2 separate regions of the Triticum aestivum genome follow, and region 1 is linked to region 2. A link is a contact called in public Hi-C data. All regions are on one chromosome and are shown on one strand. The core of a region is the stretch at or near the end of the contact, and the rest is flanking DNA. Distances in the headings are between cores, read along the strand shown. Region 1 overlaps LOC123045206 (a long non-coding RNA gene). Region 2 holds the start of LOC123045205 (phototropin-2).

The links. A called contact is a pair of places that touch in the nucleus more often than the background predicts.
Region 1: a Hi-C map of leaf shows a contact between it and region 2, with 5 times the contacts expected there. The contact joins the enhancer-like site here to the promoter of LOC123045205 in region 2. A contact is called at or near these places in 4 of 5 Hi-C or Micro-C datasets (leaf and an unstated tissue) and 1 of 1 datasets of contacts at active chromatin or transcription factors (leaf).

The regions. Positions count from the first base shown.
Region 1 is chr2B:412,099,062-412,106,172 of IWGSC CS RefSeq v2.1, forward strand. It overlaps LOC123045206 (a long non-coding RNA gene), which reads left to right. Exons shown (of 7, transcript XR_006421135.1): 3 at 1,913-1,959; 4 at 2,215-3,611; 5 at 3,700-3,816; 6 at 3,899-3,935; 7 at 5,571-7,111. Among protein-coding and RNA genes, the nearest start is that of LOC123045206, 7.3 kb to the left of the region's middle. Within about 2 kb of position 3,215, at least 6 of the 8 cell types and tissues checked have an H3K27ac peak or open chromatin away from gene starts, as enhancers often do. A contact at or near this core is called in leaf, where this site is marked.
Region 2 is chr2B:411,801,006-411,807,520 of IWGSC CS RefSeq v2.1, forward strand. LOC123045205 (phototropin-2) reads right to left here and starts at 4,937. Exons shown (of 25, transcript XR_006421129.1): 1 at 4,632-4,937; 2 at 2,183-2,719; 3 at 1,912-2,094; 4 at 1,738-1,829; 5 at 1,389-1,638; 6 at 1,094-1,304; 7 at 940-1,010.

The sequences.
Region 1 (7,111 bases), core at 1,965-4,464, 300 kb after region 2:
TTTAAAAAGGATGAAAGGAGGCAAGGCGATGGGCCCTGATTGTATCCCCATTGAGGTGTGGAAAGGTCTCGGGGACATAGCGATAGTATGGCTAACCAAGCTTTTCAACCTCATTTTTCGGGCAAACAAGATGCCAGAAGAATGGAGACGAAGTATAGTACCAATCTTCAAGAACAAGGGGGATGTTCAGAGTTGTACTAATTACCGTGGAATTAAGCTGATGAGCCATACAATGAAGCTATGGGAGAGAGTCATTGAGCACCGCTTAAGAAGAATGACAAGCGTGACCAAAAATCAGTTTGGTTTCATGCCTGGGAGGTCGACCATGGAAGCCATTTTCTTGGTACGACAACTTATGGAGAGATATAGGGAGCATAAGAAGGACTTGCATATGGTGTTCATTGACTTGGAGAAGGCCTATGATAAGATACCGCGGAATGTCATGTGGTGGGCCTTGGAGAAACACAAAGTCCCAGCAAAGTACATTACCCTCATCAAGGACATGTACAATAATGTTGTGACAAGTGTTCGAACAAGTGATGTCGACACCGATGACTTCCCGATTAAGATAGGACTGCATCAGGGTCAGCTTTGAGCCCTTATCTTTTTGCATTGGTGATGGATGAGGTCACAAGGGGTATACAAGGAGATATCCCATGGTGTATGCTCTTTGCGGATGATGTGGTGCTAGTTGACGATAGTCGGACGGGGGTAAATAGGAAGTTAGAGTTATGGAGACAAACCTTGGAATCGAAAGGGTTTAGGCTTAGTAGAACTAAAACCGAGTACATGATGTGCGGTTTCAGTACTACTAGCTGTGAGGAGGAGGAGGTTAGCCTTGATGGCCAGGTGGTACCTCGGAAGGACACCTTTCAGTATTTGGGGTCAATGTTGCAGGAGGATGGGGGTATTGATGAAGATGTGAACCATCGAATCAAAGCCGGATGGATGAAGTGGCGCCAAGCTTCTGGCATTCTCTGTGACAAGAGAGTGCCACAAAAGCTAAAAGGCAAGTTCTACAGGACGACGGTTCGACCCGCAATGTTGTATGGCGCGGAGTGTTGGCCGACTAAAAGGCGACATGTTCAACAGTTAGGTGTGGCGGAGATGCGTATGTTGAGATGGATGTGTGGCCACACGAGGAAGGATCGAGTCCGGAATGATGATATACGAGATAGAGTTGGGGTAGCACCAATTGAGGAGAAGCTTGTCCAACATCGTTTGAGATGGTTTGGGCATATTCAGCGCAGGCCTCCAGAAGCTCCAGTGCATAGCGGACGGCTAAAGCGTGCGGAGAATGTCAAGAGAGGGCGGGGTCGACCGATTTTGACATGGGAGGAGTCCGTTAAGAGAGACCTGAAGGATTGGAGTATCGACAAAGAGCTAGCTATGAACAGGGGTGCGTGGAAGCTTGCTATCCATGTGCCAGAGCCATGAGTTGGTTGCGAGATCTTATGGGTTTCACCTCTAGCCTACCCCAACTTGTTTGGGACTAAAGGCTTTGTTGTTGTTGTTGTTGTTGTTTGGGCCTGCGCCCACATGCTAATGTTTGCTGACTCTATGACACACTGTGTTTGAGAACAATATGACGAACCACCATGTATATAGCGAAGTTGTTAATCCAGTTTTTATCTCTGATCTATCTACTAATACTGTTAATTTTTTTTCTTTGGATGCAATATGTTCTGAAAAGACCCTTGGCCATTACTCATTAGGTTTTGTCTCCACTCCTATTTCACTGTATGATGAAATAATTATGGATGTTTCTTGCAAATACTTGGTCATTAGGTGTCATAGTTGTTATTTAGTGTTTGGAAGTAACCAGGGATACTAAAATTATCATTAGGTGTTGTTTCCATTCTTTATTGTTCATATGGGGAAATCCATCTGACTTTTTCTTTATTTCTGAAAGTTTATGATGATTTTGGGCATACCAAGCTTAAAGAAGATATCTCACAAGTAAGTTTGATATACTGGATACATCTTGATATGTATGATATCCTCACTGCTTTTAGGGTGACACTGTGAACTTGGGCTTTTTGGATGGAAAAAAAGTTGATCCAAACTGACACCATGTATTCTTATGGATTTATGAGTCTTCTCATTGTAGTTAGAGCGTTCCTCTTGCGCGGAGCTTACTTTATTTTATGCTTTGTCAGTGTAATCTCCAATTTCATTCACATGTATACCATTACTCTTCTCATGGTCTTGCAGATGCATCGTGTCTAGCTTTTTAGCCTTGCAAATTAGAGGTATTGATTGATACATGCATATTATTGGAATATTTGGTGCTTTGAAAAGACTATGGGTGGAGTTAACAAACTGACTGAATGTATGAAAGAAATCCAAGACTCTTTGTCAGCTTCTCTTGGAGCTTCTGCTAATTTCAACAAGGTAATATTTAAGATTTATTACAATCTTGTATTTAATTATTTTATCTGAATCACTTACATCTATACTATTACACACACAAAAACTTGCATGATTAAACAGAGGAGGAACTTAAAGAATTGGAGTCTACTTGCTGATTTCATAGGACTAATTCACTGGTGCACGATGAATGCTCTAGCATACACAGGTGGATTTTCCCATATAATTGTAATATTAATGAAGACGTGCGTTGCACGTGCACGCTTACTAGTAGGAAGGAAGGAGAAATTAAAGGAAGGTGCAGAGTTTCTATGTGTGCACGTAGGTGGCTGTTGAGATTTCCTCTTCTGCGAGTTGTGAACGTAGGCGAGGGGTTAGTTGGTTGGGAGAGATGGGCCACTTCGGCCAGGCCCATGGGGAAGAAAAATATAGAGAAGGAGTGGTTGGGTAGGAGGGAACTCCTATGTGACATTTTGCGTCAACTAGGTGCGGCTTCGCACAGGGGCAGCTGACTGGCGGGCTTTGTGGGCCGCTTGGCGCGCGCGAACTGTTTTTGAACTGTTTCAAGCGTTTCGTTGTTTCTGCTTCGCGAAGCTGTTCCACTGATTGCTGTCCCTGCTGTTTTCCACTGTTTCTACTGTTATCTAACATATAAAGCCTCCTAGAGTACCCGCCGTTCTAGCGCATCTACATCGCGAGATGAATCTGGTTCGAACGATTTACCGTGCAGCGTCCTTTTCACCTTGCTGTTAAACATCTAGACGTTCGTTTTGCTGCACGCTATGAATTCGGGTTAGAGTGGATGGCGACTGGGCCACCCTTTCGCGTGGACCAGCATTGCAGTGTGTGTTCCGCGTGCGTGTTCGGGTCAGAGAAGGGGTGGGATACAGCGCTCGTCCAGTAAAAGACCTAGCCCGCAAGCGTCCCTCCCTCCTCCTCCACGACCTCCCTCCTAGTCGCCGCCGCCTCTCCTCCTCTTCCTCCTCTTTCTCCCGTGCCGCCGCCGCTTCTGCTCACCTTCCTCCTCTTTCTCCCGTGCCTCTGCCGCCGCTCCTCCTCCTTCTACTCCCTACGCTAGCGCGGTTGGGTCATCGGGTGAGCAGCGGTAGGCATCTGTAGTGTGTCGGAGTGTGCGGATGATGACAGCGGCACGCATCTTGGTGAGGCAGCGGCCACGGCTGCACCCTTCTCTGCGCTTCCTCTCGAAGTACCCTCTGCTGCTCGTCCTTCGTGTGTTGCCGGTGAGATTTCCTTCTCTCTTTTGCTCTCTTCCACGGTCCTGTTTTCTTCCTCACTGCTCCTCTTCTTCCTTCAATCTCTCCTGTTCAGCACGGTGGAGACAGGTACACGAACTAGGCAGGCCACGGGACGACAGCTGCTCGAGCACCCACCTCATGAGGAGGGGTTGAGTACAGCTCCCAGTTCATGGAGGAGATGCCAGCACAGGTGAGCTCTTTCTTTCTACTTTCCCCATCTTCCCATGGTACCCTGAGCTCTTCCTAATTGTTTTAGGGTTTGGTGGCAGAAGTCACTGGATGCATGCCCAAGAAGCCCAGCACGGCCAGGTGAGTGTATTTTAGATACCTGATATATATAACAACACAAGTTGTTATCCAATATGCGAAGAATCATATGTATTTTTTGTACATTTTATGGTTACATTGATACTGTTCTCCTGCAATTGTTAATAGCCTTAGACAGTATTGGCCAACTGGAAATTTATAAGTCAAAAATTCTCTGTCGAAATTGAACTGGTGTGATTTACAACTCCAGCGTTGCAACATGCCATCTTCCACTAGCTATTACAACTTACTGGAAGGCCTTGACAAAAATATTCTCTGTCGAAATTGGACTGGTGTGATTTACAACTCCAGCATTGCAACATGCCATCTTCCACTAGCTATTACAACTTACTGGGAGGCCTTGACAATGAACAGAGATAACTAAGATGGATAGTAAGTGGAGTACAATATAGAAAATGTGCAGATGAGAAATAGCTAATACCTTCAACATATTTATCATATCATTATTGTTTTCTTTAACCCGAAACAGTTGAGCATGGCTCCACTGCATTTTTATGAAATTGTGACAATATGATTACTATTTGAACACTTATAGTCTGATGCCATTCTTTTCTGTAAAAGAGTGATCTTTTTTGTTTACTATTTACTTTGTCTGAATTTAGTATCTACTCTGTCCAGCTATATCATTTCAATGTCATCAGATTTAGGTTTGCATGGTAGCTAAAGAAAATGAAAAGTCAGCCACCATATGCCAATGCCACTCCTATTCCCAGTGAACACTAGCCATGCTTTTTAATAACAAAAGAACACTAGCCATGCTTTTTGATATACTACGTATATGTATGATGTACTAGCAGTTCCTATTTTTTAACTATTGCGTACCAGAAAATTGAATTGGCAATGTATGCATAAATATGATGTATTAAATTATGTCATGAGAGGGATTTGTTCATTTTCAAAACTAAGTTGGATGAGCTTAAATCACTTATTCACGAGTACAAGTTAAATATGCTTTTAAAATTTTAAATACATGTATTTTTTTAAAGTACATAACTCCGCCTATGTCTTCTAGGCATAGCCGGTCCCAAGCCCGGGTAAAGGAGGAGGGTTGTGATAGGCTTCGCGAGCCAACGTAAAAACTAGTCAGTCCCATAGGTATGAAACCCATTTGAGCGAGAGTAGTACTAGGATGGGTGACCTCCTGGGAAGTCCTCATGAAAGGGTTTCATATCTAAGGGTTGTGATAGGCTTGGCGAGCCAACGTAAAAACTAGCCAGTCTTTTGGGTATGAAATCTATTTGGACGAGAGTAGTACTAGGATGGGTGACCTCCTGGGAAGTCCTCGTGAAAGGGTTTCATATCTAGCCTACCCCAACTTGTTTGGGATAAAAGGCTTCGTAAGTAAGTATTTTTTTAAAGTACATCATCTTTTATTTCTAAACAACAATACTGGATATGTTCATTTTTATGGCTACAGTACAGGTTAAACCATCCCAACTCCATAGCAGTACTACTCCAAACAGAACTGGAATGATTATATTTTTTATGGATTTTACAAAGTCAGCAAGCTGAGCATTTTTTTTTTGTGATTTTCTTGATAAATCAAATATTAGAGTAAACTTTCGTACTCAGCGACAACTTGACTTAGCCTAATATGTTGATTTCTGAACTTGGTAGATCAAATCACCCAGGAAAGTTACGTGTGTGCAAGCTAGCTAGACAAGCACACAAGCAAACTGCTGGATTGATGAACAGTAGGGTTCAACATAATATAGTACTCTGTATAGCAAAAAGCTCTCTTTCTCTGAAGTACAGGCAGCCCACGAGCAGTAGTAAGCAGAGCAATAGCGAGCGGCCAAGTAAGCAGCAACAAGCTTGTGGCCTAACCATGTGGCCCGGACCAAAATGGTCTCATGTGGCAGCACCACAACCGTCTCCAGCAACGGCTAGAATGAGAAAAACCGGCGCTGACAAAGAAAAGAAGGCACAAGAAGGCAATGGCAGCTTCTCACCCTGCTGTTCGTGGCAATGCCTGATGGCACAAGAAGGCAGTGGCAGCTTCTCACCCTGCAAATATGGAAGAAGTAGGAGAGACCTGCGGCTTCGAATCCTTGGTCCAGAGGAGAAGCAGAGCCCGTCATGGTTCCTGGAGTTACTCGGGGAGGAGGACGACCGCTGTGGCGTCGCAACGGCAGCTGACAAAACAAAGGAAGGCGGCCTCGGTCCAAAAGTTTGTTGCATGCTCGGTGTCCAGGAATCGAACCAGAACGACGGCCGGAGCTGAACAGAGTTAGGGAAACTACCTAGGATCAAGGACTCACTCGAAAAATGAGGCGATTCATGGCGGCGTCCTGCAGGCCTGCATGTTGGACCGTGGGGCGTGGACGTCGAGCCGGATGGAGGGCTGGTGGATCCCGCCTATTCCTATGGCTGGCGTTGCAGCGGCGAGCGGCGGCGTCCCCGGCGAGCTCGACCAGAAAGAGGATCCAGAAGGAAGAGGGAATGGATTGAGGAGGGAGGTAGTGGAGTAGGAGTAGGAGTAAAACGTGAAGGGGCAGAGAGTTGCGTGCGCGTGTCCCACGAGCTGGCGCTGCCAGCCTGACTGGTGGGTTCACGAGAGGGACCAATTGGTCAGTAGCAAAGGGAAAGGTTGAAAGAAAAATAAAAAATAAAAAAAATGAAAATGACTGGAATATCTCCTCTACTCCCTCATAATCTACTCAGGATTAATTTCAGTGCTCAAAGCTCATCAGAAATATCTTGGAAAATTTCACATATGCTACTATGTATATAATATAACTTTGTGAAAATGTCCAAGACTTTTCAGGAGTATTTGACTACCCTTTTTCAGATTTAAATTCAAATATGCCCCAAGTTCGGGTTTGAACTGTAAGCCGGTGATATGAAATTCCGAAGTTCATTAATCTTTTACTAGAGTTTGTAAATAACACACCATGGAGTATGCCTTAGACGTGTCAAAGTATTTTAAAATTTTGTTTGCAGACAACTCTTGGTTTGGATCAGTTTTTTGCGTCTTAGAAAACATGTATCATCACGAATCATCTATCTATCATCAATCCATACTTATTTTCATATGTTTCATTTTGTGTCTATATGTTTTAATGCACACTCTTTCAACACTTGGCTTGCACTCGGCCTTTGCGCCATTGGCGCAACGGGTCATCTAGTGAAGTGAACAATGGAAGTAAAGCAAAGAA
Region 2 (6,515 bases), core at 3,687-6,186:
CGACGGGAGAAACAAGAAGGGGATAAGACATGACAAGCGGTTGAAGCTCTTGAGAAGATGAGGATCGTTAGGAAGCATAGGAAGGCAAACCCTAACCCCAGGTGTTGTCATATTGTGCCATGAAAAAAGATTGAGGAAGACGAAGGGTAGTTAGAGAGAAAACAGGCAGTGGGTGGGCTAGTGACTTGGAGTCACTCAATGTCATTGATGCACGTTTTCATATAACTCCAAGCTCTCGGCAAGTGAGGCATCTCTAGTCAAATGAACTAGAGGCCATTGTAATTTCACTCTACCTACAATATCAAGTTGAGATTTTTCAGGATAATTATACCTCCTCAACTAGTGAAGCTATGGAGCGGAGTTGTCCTCGAAACACCCTTGAAGGGGGAGGTTTTAGGATGCGGCTATTCTGCACCCGGGCTCATATAAGCGTGTGTGAACAGTAAACTCATTTTAAATGGTAAAAAAAATCCGAATTATTTTGTGGTGCAAGATGCTGAAGTGCCTGATGCCGGTGCAAAATTTGATGAAGTTTGAACATTTGAGGAGTTCGTGGCAAAAAGTAAGATTTTTTGGTGCCGGAGAATCTTTTGGAAACAAAACTGTTTACATCTGATTTTGTCTTTTTTTGCCACGAGCTCCTCAAATGTTCAAACACCTCGAAATTTTGCACAAACATCAAATTTGAGCATCTAGCACCACACAAGAAATAGGATTTTTTGAATTTTTATGCTACTTTTAGTTTTGCTATTCACCGGGTTTAGATGAGCCCGGGCGCCGAATGAATTATCGGAGGTTTTAAATCTGTTCAAGCATGCATTTTTTTCTTTGCTTTTTGACTAGGAAACTACCATTGCACCAATATGTTTGGTTACTTCTAGTCATGATCTAGTGAGTTGAGAAGGCGAGGCTTATTCACAAAACGAAAGTTTTTCTCACCTACAGTTCCTCCCCAGGATCTCTTCGCGCGTGTACTCCGTCAGCTCCAGGAAGCTATCAGACGCGAAAATCTGCCCAAAAAAAGACAATTCCATCAGTACTGTACTATTCTTCATCATGCACACGTAAACTGATTTCAGCTACGGCTACTTACAATTGGGTTGTCTGGGAGCCTGGGGTCCGTGATGACGAAGTTCTTCTCGATACGCTCGAGCGTGGTGGCGAGGTCCAGCCCCTGCCTGATGTCCTTCTCCCTCTCCGCGCGCTCCCAGCTGTTGGTGCGCTCCACCGTCATCTTCAACTCCGGCGCCTCCACCACCGCCGGCTCCCTGCTCCCCACGGAGCTCCTCTTCCCCACCTTGAACCTGCACATACAGCCTCTGCCATTGTGAGGACGAGGTTCCAATTCATTCAGTGTACAGTACCTGTTTAGCGATCAGGTGACTGACCCCATGAGGGAGGAGCGGCCGGACTTGCGCCCGCTCATCATCTTGCTCATCCGCGACTCCTCCTTCTTCAGGTCCCAGTAGGGCGACTTGTAGCCGCCGCCGGTCGGGGTGGCAGGAGCCACGAGCGGCGAGCTGATCTTGTCCGCGTCGCTGGCCTTGGGAGGCTCCCGCTCCGGCGAGTCCGCGCGCCGGTGCTTCACTGTCTGCACGACCTCCGTCATCGACGACATGGCCTTCTCCTTCTGCCGGTCTGCGTTCCCATGGAGTGTAGAGAATTGTCAGTTTCAGCGCCGATCGAGTCGAGAGTGACCTGACGACGGCCAAGGCAGAGTTGTTGCGCGTGGCTCACCGTCGTAGCGGATGAGCGACACCGGCAGCTCGTTCGGCCGCATGCGCTTGTCGCTCAGCCCTTCCGTGTACTTGCTCACCTCCACCTGCATCCTGCGCGTCCATCACAAATAAGAGGGCAGCACGAGCAAGAACATGTCTTCATGTGCATTGGACAAGTAAGGTGAGCGCGTACCCGATGAACTTGATGACCTTGCCGTTGTCGTCGCGGATGGGGGTGACGGTGAGGAGATTCCAGAACGGCGTGCCGTCCTTGCGGTAGTTCAGCAGCCGGCCGCAGAAGCTCTTGCCGGCCTTCACGGCGTCCCTGATCTTGGACACCTCGTTCTGGTCCGTCTCCGGACCCTGAAGAAACCGGCTGCACAAAAGCAGAGCTCAAACATGCCTCATCGCAGTGATCGATCGACCAAGAAACCGGGGACGATGGCGAGCACGAGCGCACGTACCAGTTGCGTCCGATGATCTCCTTGGCGGAGTACCCGGTCATGGTGTAGAAGCCGGCGCTGGCGTAGATGATGGGGATGTCGGGGCGGGTGGCGTCGGAGACGACGAACGTCTGCTGCAGGTTGGACAGCGCGTCCTTGAGCTCCTGCGACACCCGCGGCAGCGCGTCGGACGACCCGCGCCCCTCCATGGACGGCTTGGCGCTGCCCATGCCGGTGCCGCCGCTGCTGCGGCGCCGCTGCTCCGGCTTGGGCCACCACCCCTGCTGCTTGCTGCCGCTGCCTGAACCGCCCGGCTCCTCGACGATCTCCTTCCGGCTGGACAGCGACGGCGGCGTCGGGAGGGTGAAGCTGCTCTCGTCGCCGGACCCGGACCCGGACGGGAACGCCATCCACTTCTCCACAGAGTCGGCTACATCTTTGGAGCTGCCCGCGCCCGCCATGGATTACGTCACGTGCTAGCTGTGGCGACGCCGGTGACGAGACTGATTTGATTAACTGTGCAGCTATGGTGGAACAACCATCTGCTGAATTTCTGTGCTGAAAAGAAGAAACGCAAAATTCAGGTGTCTCGCAGGCAGTGTTGCTATGATCTTGTCGTAAAACTCATTCTTGGGGATGAATCCCTTCATCAGGAAATTACCAAACTTCTTTCCCGCTTCTTTTGGGCGGAAGAGAACAATAAGCAGAAGTACCATATGGTCAAATGGTCTGAGATCTGCAAACCTAAGGACCAGGGAGGTTTGGGAGTCATCTCTTCCAAGCGTATGAACATTGCCCTCCTGTCCAAATGGCTGTGGCGGATCCAGACGGAGGAGGGGGGCCTGTGGCTGCAGATTATCCGTAGGAAGTACCTTCGTGGGCAACCACTCGCTTTTGCCTCTAGGTCTGGAGGTTCCCAATTCTGGCAATCGGTGATCTCTCTACTCCCGGTCCTACGCATTGGGACCTCCATCCAGATAGGCTCTGGGTCTGCCACCCTCTTTTGGCTAGACCGATGGGCGGGACCCCGTCCCCTTGCGGAGCGTTTTTTCGCATTATTTTCTATCTGTGCTCGCCCACAGATCTCTGTGGCCGAGGCATTAGAGAACCTAGGCGCGATTGCCTTTCGTCGCACCTTCGGGGCGGCCGAACTTGTGCAATTGGATGAGTTACTGGAATGCATTGCCCTTCACCCTCCCTCTCTGGAACCGGATTCGCTCTCCTAGCACCTTGAGCCAAGCGGTAGATTTTCGACTAGATCTCTATACCAGGCTATTGTACCTACGCCTGGTCCAGTAGAGCTCACGGTGCTCTGGGAGATCAAACTCCTCCTTAAGATTCGCATATTCTTATGGCAATGGGTTAGAGGACGCCTCCCCTCGGGCATTGAGGTCCGTAAGCGTAATGGACCCGGGGATGGGCTTTGCCCCATTTGTCTGGTTCCGGAAGACTGCAACCACATCTTCTTTCGGTGCCCAACGGCGCAGTTTTTATGGAGCTGCTTTCGGGAGGTAGTCGGAGGCTCATGGTGCCATGACAACCTCCCGGATTTGTTCGGGGAGACCCTCCGGCTCCCCGGGTCTAGGCGCGCCCCTATTTGGGTCGCGCTCGGCACTCTTGCCTGGTCCCTTTGGTGTACCCGCAATAAATTAGTCATCGAACGAGTGATTCCGTCCCGTGTGACTGATGTGATCTACAAAATGTGTGGCTTCTTGCAGCTTTGGAGACCGCTTAGCAAGCGGAGTGACCGAGTCATCATTGACAGCATCATGGCGGGTCTTCGTGCCTCGGCGGCGTCATTCGCTCCTCCGCCTCCATCTCCACCCCCCCCCCCCCCCTGAGCCAGATTAGCGCTCTCCGGTACTCTTTTGGGGTTTGTCTTGCTGTGCCCCAGCATGTTCGTTGACTTTTTGTGTTTGTACCTTAATGTTGGATACTTGATGTTGGACGCTTGGTGGTATGCTTTATAATATAAAGCGGGGGAAACCCTTTTTCGTCGAATGAAGAAAAATCCACTCAAATCGCACGTACATTTGAGGCTGTTAACACCAACAGGTGATAATTTGAGCAATCACTTTTCTACTGTAGTATAGTGACCAATCAAGGGCTCCAAACAAATCGAACTGGGAACTGGAACTTGATATGTATATTTTTAAGAAAAAAGAACACAACCGACATGTGAGTGGAGATAAGCCAAGAATACTTCCAACATACCGAACTTGATAGACATAGTACAGTAGAGTGGAACCTACCCTCACTGTTCCATTATCCAAAGCAGACCAATGAAATACTGAACGCCCCGTTGGTACCTAGGCTACGTCCAGCTCCAGCTCCAGCACGGAATACCGGTGTACAGAGACGGCAAGAACATAAAAGGAAAGCGGCAAGACGACGGACCAAGCATCAAAGGACACAAGTGCACGGCCCAACCAAAAAGAGCAAAAGGCAGAGGAGGATCAACCAGACCAACCTTGAGGAATCAGGTGTCAGGTGCGGCACCTCCCAATGGCAGAGCAGAGCAGAGCAGCTGGACCTATCTAGCCCGTGCGGAATCAGGTGCTGCTGCTGCGCCTGGAAGTGGAAAGCAGAGCGGCAGCGGAAAAGAATGGCGGGCGTGGCGCAAGGGAGAGGATAATGCAATCCTGCCCGTGGTCGACTCACGGGCGTCGCCTCGCCCTCGCGGCCCCGTTTTGTGGCCAGCGATGGAGGCACGTACGGACCCCGGCCGGTGCGACACGGGGAGGCGTCGTCGCCAGCGAGCGGGGCATCGTGCGGACGCGTTTTGCCCAGGGGTGGGGGTGGTGTTGACGGCTACGGCGACGGCGACGGGGAGATTTTTCGGGGCGGGTGTGCGGCCACGGGAGTGCGCGAGGGAATCCAGTGGATGCCGGGCTGCCGGGGAGGTCCGCCTGAGCTTCGCTGTCGCGAGGTTGTTCCCGAGTGTGGGACGGCGACGGGCGAGATCAGTGTGGCCGGCTGCTGTGGATAACTAGGAACAATCGGGTACAAATACGATGGGACGACACGCGTTACAAAATTGCGTGTGCCTTCGAGGTCTTCTTTTTTAGCAGTAGAGATAGAGATTTAAGAAGAAAGACTACAGTTTTGTGTATGGATGGGGAAAATTTTCCCGCGTTACCAAACCTATGATGATTGCAGATGATTGGGTTGTGCTGGGGGCGACATCCTAGTAGCTTCTCTTGTGGACCGTCCGCTCAGCGTGATTAGGAGACGAGAGACAAAACGGGTGCACTGTTCTATGAAAAAGAAAACTGAATGAGATAGCTATCTTCTAACACTTGCAGATCTTTTGCCGATTATCACCTCTAGTACTATCCGAGAACTACTAAATGCCGCCTTATCTCGCAGCAGCAGTAGTAGTAGGAATTTCAGAATTCTTGCATCACTTTGTACTTTATTTATCAGGAGGGGGTGGCTCCCAGGAGCATATACTCCGGATGAACAGTAAATTAAACAAAAAACTAATTTTTTTGTAGATGTTCGTGTTAGTGTCGCAAGCATGCTTGACAAATTTCATGTGAAATGGAACGGCAGTGTTTCGTCAGTGAAAAAATAATTGGGTGACATTTGGTCTTCAATTTGTTTTGTTTTTGCACAGGCCAAAATGCTTAACTTTTTTGCCTCAAAATTTGCATGTAGCATTTGTATGTGACTAAGATCACATAAAAAATTATCTTGATTTTTTTGACATTCAAAAAATTATCTTTGGGCCTGGGAGCATGTGCTCCCTAGAGCCAAATTGAATTTCCATTATTTTTCATGATACTCGTAAGAACTTAAAAAAAATAGGTGTTGGCACAGGCCAGGTTTTTAAAGGAGTAGGAGATTTTGAGCATTGAATACTTTCTGGGTGAAAATCATGCTAATTGACATCATACTATCTACCATGAAGAGAAGATCATGTGGGAAGAAAACCAGTTGTGTAGGAACTTCCAGATAAGAAGACGGCGTGTGGTATGAGCATCCCCCACTCGTAGCGATGCTTGTACCATACGACGCCGCTACCATCTTGTCAACTGTTTTGCACTCGTGTGATCGGATCTCGCAAAGAAGGAACAAATAGGCCAAAACTCATGATGGGAATGAGCTGAGTCGGCCCGCCGGGTTGCTAATCTGACTCAAAAACTCGAGGGCAATTGGTCATGTGGGTTGGTCTCAAACAAGATTTGGGTCAACAGAACCGGCACCGGGTGACCCGCTGGGTCCAGCCGGGTCAGCCCACCCTACAGTCTTATAACTCACGGCAGCTGCAAATCTCCGTCGCGCCGGTGTTGTTGTAGGACCCAATTTGCTATATAGACTGTCATATGAATGCTCGCTTATATGAATAACA